2 separate regions of the Zea mays genome follow, and region 2 is linked to region 1. A link is a contact called in public Hi-C data. All regions are on one chromosome and are shown on one strand. Each heading gives the region's core, a stretch centred on a gene start, on an enhancer-like site or on the middle of the called end of the contact. The rest is flanking DNA. Distances are from core to core; before and after follow the strand shown. Region 1 holds the start of LOC103633980 (protein DENND6B). Region 2 has its middle 3.6 kb from the start of LOC103644556.

Evidence for each region. Hi-C and Micro-C count contacts between places; a contact is called where the count stands out from the background.
Region 2: a contact with region 1 is called in a Hi-C map of ear, with 1.7 times the contacts expected there. The contact joins the enhancer-like site here to the promoter of LOC103633980 in region 1. A contact is called at or near these places in 2 of 25 Hi-C or Micro-C datasets (ear and leaf).

The regions. Positions count from the first base shown.
Region 1 is chr1:36,500,398-36,503,654 of Zm-B73-REFERENCE-NAM-5.0, reverse strand. LOC103633980 (protein DENND6B) reads left to right here and starts at 1,570. Exons shown (of 3, transcript XM_008655627.4): 1 at 1,570-3,257. The coding sequence starts at 1,949.
Region 2 is chr1:36,839,792-36,842,983 of Zm-B73-REFERENCE-NAM-5.0, reverse strand. No RefSeq gene overlaps it. Among protein-coding and RNA genes, the nearest start is that of LOC103644556, 3.6 kb to the right of the region's middle. Within about 2 kb of position 1,258, at least 11 of the 20 cell types and tissues checked have an H3K27ac peak or open chromatin away from gene starts, as enhancers often do. A contact at or near this core is called in ear and leaf, where this site is marked.

The sequences.
Region 1 (3,257 bases), core at 321-2,820:
TGTTTAAGTATGGGTATTTGTCCTAGAAAGTTTGGTGTGGATATGGATGTTAGGTGGAACTCAACTTTTTTAATGCTGAAACACCTTATGCCACACAGAAGCACATTTTCTGTCTTCATCCAAACTAATTATACTTTGTCATCTGATGGTACCCCTTTATTAACTAACAACCACTGGTATGTTGCTGAGAAACTGTTATCATTTCTTCAATTGTTCTATGATTCTACTGTTATTTTGTCTGGTGTTTATTACCCAACTGCTCCATTAATGTTGCATCAAATACTTAAAATTGCTAGACACTTGAATGCTTTTGAAAATGATACACTACTGAGGCAAGTTGTTGTTCATATGAAAGATAAATATTTCAAATATTGGAGAGATATACCCATTCTATATGCTTTTGCTTTCATACTAGATCCTAGAGCTAAGATGAGAGGTTTTCATAAAGCACTACAGCGCCTATCAGCTTTTACTGGTACAGATTATTCTAGACTTCCTCGGGATGTGAGGAAAGGGTTAACTAAACTTTATCAGATTTATGACACAAAGTTTGGTGATGTGCGCTTACGTGTACATGAACCATCATCCACAACTGAGGGTAAGAACAAATCTGCCTGGGATGACATATATGGTGATGATGATATTGGTAGTGGTAGGAGATCTGGTTCTGGTAGTAATGTTGCATCTAATTCTTCGTGGCCTACTACTGCTCAGTCTGAGCTGTCTGCATACCTTGATAGTGATACTGTCAATCAATTTGATGACAGTTTCAGCATTCTGGGTTGGTGGCATGGGCATAAACTTACTTACCCTATTCTATCTATACTAGCTAAGGATGTCATGACAGTTCCTGCTTCTACTATATCTTCAGAATCTACTTTTAGTTTGGTTGGCAGGATGATCGAGGAACGTCGTCGACGGCTCACACCGGACATGGTGGAGGTTCTATCATGCATCAAAGACTGGGAGTTAGCAGATTTACACATGCAACGCAATCTTGAGAAGGACACACTAGAAATAGAATCTGTCCTTGAAAGCTTAAACAATGATGGAGGACAACAGGGAAGTTAGTCAAGGGCTCAAGAGTGAATTATTGTAACTTGTAATCTTATCCTTTGTCTCTATCTCTTGTGACTTGTTGTATTGAACTATGAACATTATAAATTTGAGCTGGCTGTACTCTTTTTTCCTTCCTAGGGTTTTCTCACGAGGTGTGAGTTTTTACCTAGAAAGGTTTTTAATGAGGCAGCATTGCACAACAGCTCAATAATATATTTTTTGTGTCGTTTTTTGTGTTTGTTGTAAATTCTGTTATATAATTATATATGTGATTTTCTGTGATTTTCGGGCCAGGCCCGGCCTTGTACCACTGGGCTGACCAGTACAATGGTACGGCCCGGCCCGCCCGAATGCCTATCGGGCCGTGCCTGGGCCGAGGGTCCGGCACGCCGGGTAAGCCCGGCACGACCCGAAGTCTATCCATACCGTGCCAGGCACGCCTCAATTGGGCCGGGCCGAGTACGTGCCTGGGCCGGGCGGCACGTTTGGACATGTACACAGGTCGGGCACTCGGGCTCTAGGCAAAGGCACCGATGCATCAACTTCCCTCAATCAGCCTCAACTCCTGATCCGCCGGACGGGACACACACTGATCCATCCCGCTCGGCTGCAACGCTCACACCCACACCCACCACGCCGGCTGCAGGCACGCACCACGGTACCAGCCGCCAGCGCACGCCCGCCAAGCCGCCAGCGAGAAAACACCGAACCATTCGCCCTCCCGGCCGACATCACGACCGCCCGATCCGGCCGGAGCCTCTCCCTACCCCTTCCGCGCCTCCGCGCTGACGACCGTCGCGGCGTCCGCCCCTCGAGTCCAACCCCAATTCTGCCGTGGCCGCGGCTCTCTGAATCCCCAATTTTTTCACTTCCCCCAAGGGCCGCGGGGATGAACCGGATCCCGTCCGTCTCGCTGCGGGGCGGCGGGGCGAACGAGGACGCCGCGGCGGCGTCGCCGCCCCCCGATCCCGCGGCGCTGTCGCGGTGGGTGCGGGCCTTCTGTGTCATCCGGTTCGACCTGGAGCGCGGGCAGCTGGTGGAGGCCTGCTTCCCTCCCGACGCGCTGACGGCGCCCGGCAGCGGCCTCGACCGCCTCGTCGCCTTCTCGTCCTTCCCGGACTCCATGTCTCACCACCTCCCGCGCCACCGCTCCTCCGTCCACGACTCGCTCTTCTCCTTCCGCATCCCCGACCCGTCCTCCCCACGCCGCGCCTTCCTCTACGGCTTCGTTTTCAACCGCCAGCGCCAGGACGAGCGCCTCCCCCGCGGCGGCGAGCAGAAGTCCGTAGTCATCCTCTCCCACGCCCCCTACTCCTCGCTCTTCCGCCTGCTGCTGCAGATCCTCGGCCCGCTCTGCTTTGACGTCGGCCCTTCCGCACTGGCCATGGTGGCGTCGCACGTTGCCGTGTGGCCGGCGCCGGCGCCAGGGCACCCAATGGAGCTTCCAATTGGCAGTGCCGCGCTGCGCGTGCACCTCCCGCCTGCGGCTGACGATCCTGGCCCACCGCCTGCGCTGCTGCCCGCCAACCCCTCGGTGCCGTACGGACTCTTCCATGATGCTGATCTGTTTGCCGCATTCCGTGGCTTACTCCTCCACCTATGGACCCTCTGGGAGCTCATGGTGGTTGGTGAGCCCATTCTGGTTGTTGCGCCGTCCCCAGCTCAGTGCTCAGAGGCTGTGTCTGCGCTTGTTAGCCTTGTTGCTCCGCTTTTGTATAGTGTCGACTTCAGGCCATACTTCACCATCCATGATCCCGATTTTGCTCGCTTGAATGTGCTTGCGGAAGGCGAGGTGTTCCCGCCGATGGTACTTGGAGTGACCAACTTGTTTTTCTTGAAGAGTCTTAAGAGCATTCCCAATGTCGTATCCGTGGGAAGCCCAAATCCATATTCAACAAGGGTGTTACCAGTGGGTGGCCAATCGCCAGGAAATGGAATGAATGGGACACCTGGGAAACTCAAGCTTGAGAAACTTGCAATCAATAAGTTCTCTCCAACTAGCCTATTGAATTCCATCAAATTGAGAAGAGAAGGTCCTCTTTCTCTCATGACAGAGCACAAAGAAGCATTATGGAGCACGTATTCACCAACCACAAAGCCCGATACTTCTGTTCTAAATAGGCTCATTGACGCTGGTGTGTCACCAAGGATTGAGGAGTCCATGTCAGTAGTCAACAATGAGATATTGCGGCGGCACT
Region 2 (3,192 bases), core at 9-2,508, 340 kb before region 1:
CTAGGAGTAGCTTTGGTAGAAGTAGAAGCTCTCCTTGTTTTTTTTTTCCTTTCAGCTTGGCATGGACGTTGGATGCTTCATCAAGTAAAAAAGATTCGATCATGTAATGTACTCATTTCGAATGATTTGTTACTCCAGGGAGGAACAAGTATATGTTTCATTGTGTATTTGCTGTCACTAGTGTGCTGATTGGGGAGGAATCATTCAGTTTTCGCTAGCTCTTTCTATGGGGTATGGGTCCGTTTGTTTCATCTTATTTGCTGATTCTAGCCATCAGAAGTTGCTGCGGAATGCCAAACATACAATATTTCAGTCCGTTTTTATGAGAATCGCTTTGGTGAAAACTGACAAAGATCAACGTGAACACATAATTAACCGAATCGTCGCGATAGGAGTTCATTACTTTCTAGATCCTAAACTCTATAGATCCCTTACTCTTTCTCCGCACCGTATTATACTCAGATTCTCTTCGTAGTCAAATTCTATCCACAACAAGATTCTCATAAAAGCCCATCACAAAAAAAAAACGAAACAAACATGTACTGTGGTCACTTGTGCAAGCACTTGTGAAGTTCTTCTGAACCATGCTTTTGCTTCAATTGACGACCTGATGGCTTCCGGTACCTGCTGAAACTTTTGTTTGCTATTCCGGCCGCTGTACTGCTTGGGGGTACGTACCCTAATTATACTAGTGCACTGCTGCAGGCATTCATGGAGGTTTATGGGTCTCAGTGGCATTGCAGAAATGCAGAGACCCCGACCTTCTTTTCCGTGAAGATGACGGAACACTCTTGTCTGGATATGAGTGCCTGCGAAGCCCGCTCGTTGCAGCGCACCGCCATCCAAAACAGTCCAAAGACATGTTACAGCTACAATAAGAGCGACGTTATGGCCACTGAAGTTGACTCCAAATTTTATAACTAAGTACGTACAACAGAGTACAGACTGCAGTAGATGTGGTTTCAAACGCGCGCGGGCGCGGCCCTCAGTTTATAAACACACGAAAGTACATAGATTCGCACACCAAATTCCAGATTCCAATTAATGCGAGCTCTCAGATGGAAAAAAAAAAACTGTTTCAAATTAAATGCAAGTCTCAGTAGTCAGTACTGTACCGATGCAAGCTTCTTGTTTTGAGCGAACATATACAATTCCGTCGCTGAAACGGAGCCGTGCATCGTCGTGCGATTCATAGGCGAGCTTGGCATCTTCCTCTTGGAAGCTTACCGCTGCTACCGCCAAGTACGAGTTTATTACTAGCGAGCGAGAGCCGGCGCGCGGCGCGTGCATGTGTGCGTGGTTGTGCTTGTGCAGCTTAACGCACAAGGCGCCGGAAAAGGTGCCCTCATGTTCTCCGCTCCTTGCCTTCATTTTATACCTCCGGCCCCCTCTCTGCAGTCTGCACTACCCGCGACGCACGCCCCATGTTTCGTCGACGCATTTATCCAATCCATGAAGCCATCGCCACCTATCTCATTCTCATTGCGAGGTTGTGGATTAGTTTAATCCGAGGTCAAAATAAGCAGGCCTGTATAGGGGTGCTCTCACTTCTTTTACTGGTCGCATTTGATCCGTTCATGGAAGTAACTTTCTTGGACTTGTTTGGTTAGAGAGGGATCTAGAGAGAAATAAACTAATTTTCTTTTAATTCTTTTGTAACCAAATAAGCCTTAAAAGTCTGATTTTAATGTCGTCTGTATCGACTACACGTAGTCCGATGGATGGAGTCAGTACAGACCACATCGGCCTCAACACCGGTCAATTCAGCCAATCGGTCCAGTTAATTACACGTCACACAACGACAGATAGAGAGTTTAGTAAAGCACGAGGACCCTAAACCCTAAAAAATCATACAGTATATCAGGAGAGATAAAATTCCCCTCATATATAGGCTGGACACTATTTTCCCCATATACTTTAATTACATTATTTTTTATGGTATTAATCATGTTTAAGCTCCATAAAACTGATAATAACATGTATCATGGTAGTACAAATACTATATGATTTTTTAGAATTTTAAAAACTGATACAAAATATTAAATAACTGAGTTATAATTCATAGAGGAAAATACATAGGGAAAATGGTTAGAGACATTTTATGCACGGGAAGTAAAATATAATCTCTACTAACTATTAAGGGGGCAGTCTAGACTGCCCCGCTCCCGCAACGCCCGCGCGCCAGCTCCCACACGCGCCAGCAACTGCCTCCCGCGCACGCCGCCAGCCATGGATTCCGCACGCGCGCGCCACGGATTCGGCACGACCGCCGCGAATTCCGCTCCCACGCAGCCAGCCATGGCGCGGCTCGGCCGCCTCCCTACGCCCGCGCTCCAGCAACGCGCCGCTTTCGCACGCGCCAGCTCCCGCAACGCCCGCGCTCCAGCAACCCGCCGCTCCCGCACGCGCCAGCAACTGCCTCCCACGCGCGCCGCCAGCCATGGCTTCCGCACGGCCGCCGCGGATTCTGCACGACCGCCGCGGATTCCGCTCCCACGCAGCCAGCCATGGCGCAGAACGGCCGCCTCCCTACGCCCGCGGAACAACCACGCATAACCTCTCACGCGTCGTGCCCTCGCTAACCCCACCCCAGCCGCAAACGCCCGTGGAACAACCACGCATAAACCCCCGCACGCGGTTCGCCCCAATCTCAATACCCCGCGTGGCCCCGAACAAGCCGCAGACAACATCCCCATCAAGCACGCGCCACTTCTTTGCCCCGCCCATTCATTGCCCCGACATTGTGCCGCTGGAGAGGAAGGACGAAGGTGAAGTATCGTGCTCCGCCGACGGATAGGAACTGCTAAGTATCGTGCCCCGACGACGGATAGGAACTGCTATTGCTCAACCACGCAGGCCTCGACCAAGGTATGATCGACTCATCATTCGGTTATGGTTTAATTGTATACCATGTACTATTTTGATTGATTCTGAGCGTATAATTCTCATGTGGAGCAATATTTGGCACCAATCGCTCCCTAAAATTGTTTGTGGCTAGCTAAGCAGGCTGGAAGGTAGTTATGCGGTGTAGATCACCTTAACCATAAACAATGGTGTTTGACTACAAACTAAAATGGAGACCCAGTTAATAGACCTTAAGTTTTTAGAACTCTTGGATACCTCACTAATTATTCATGGACTATAGGTTTCCCTCTGATTGAAACTATGCTCATGGAAAAGGGACATGTCGAT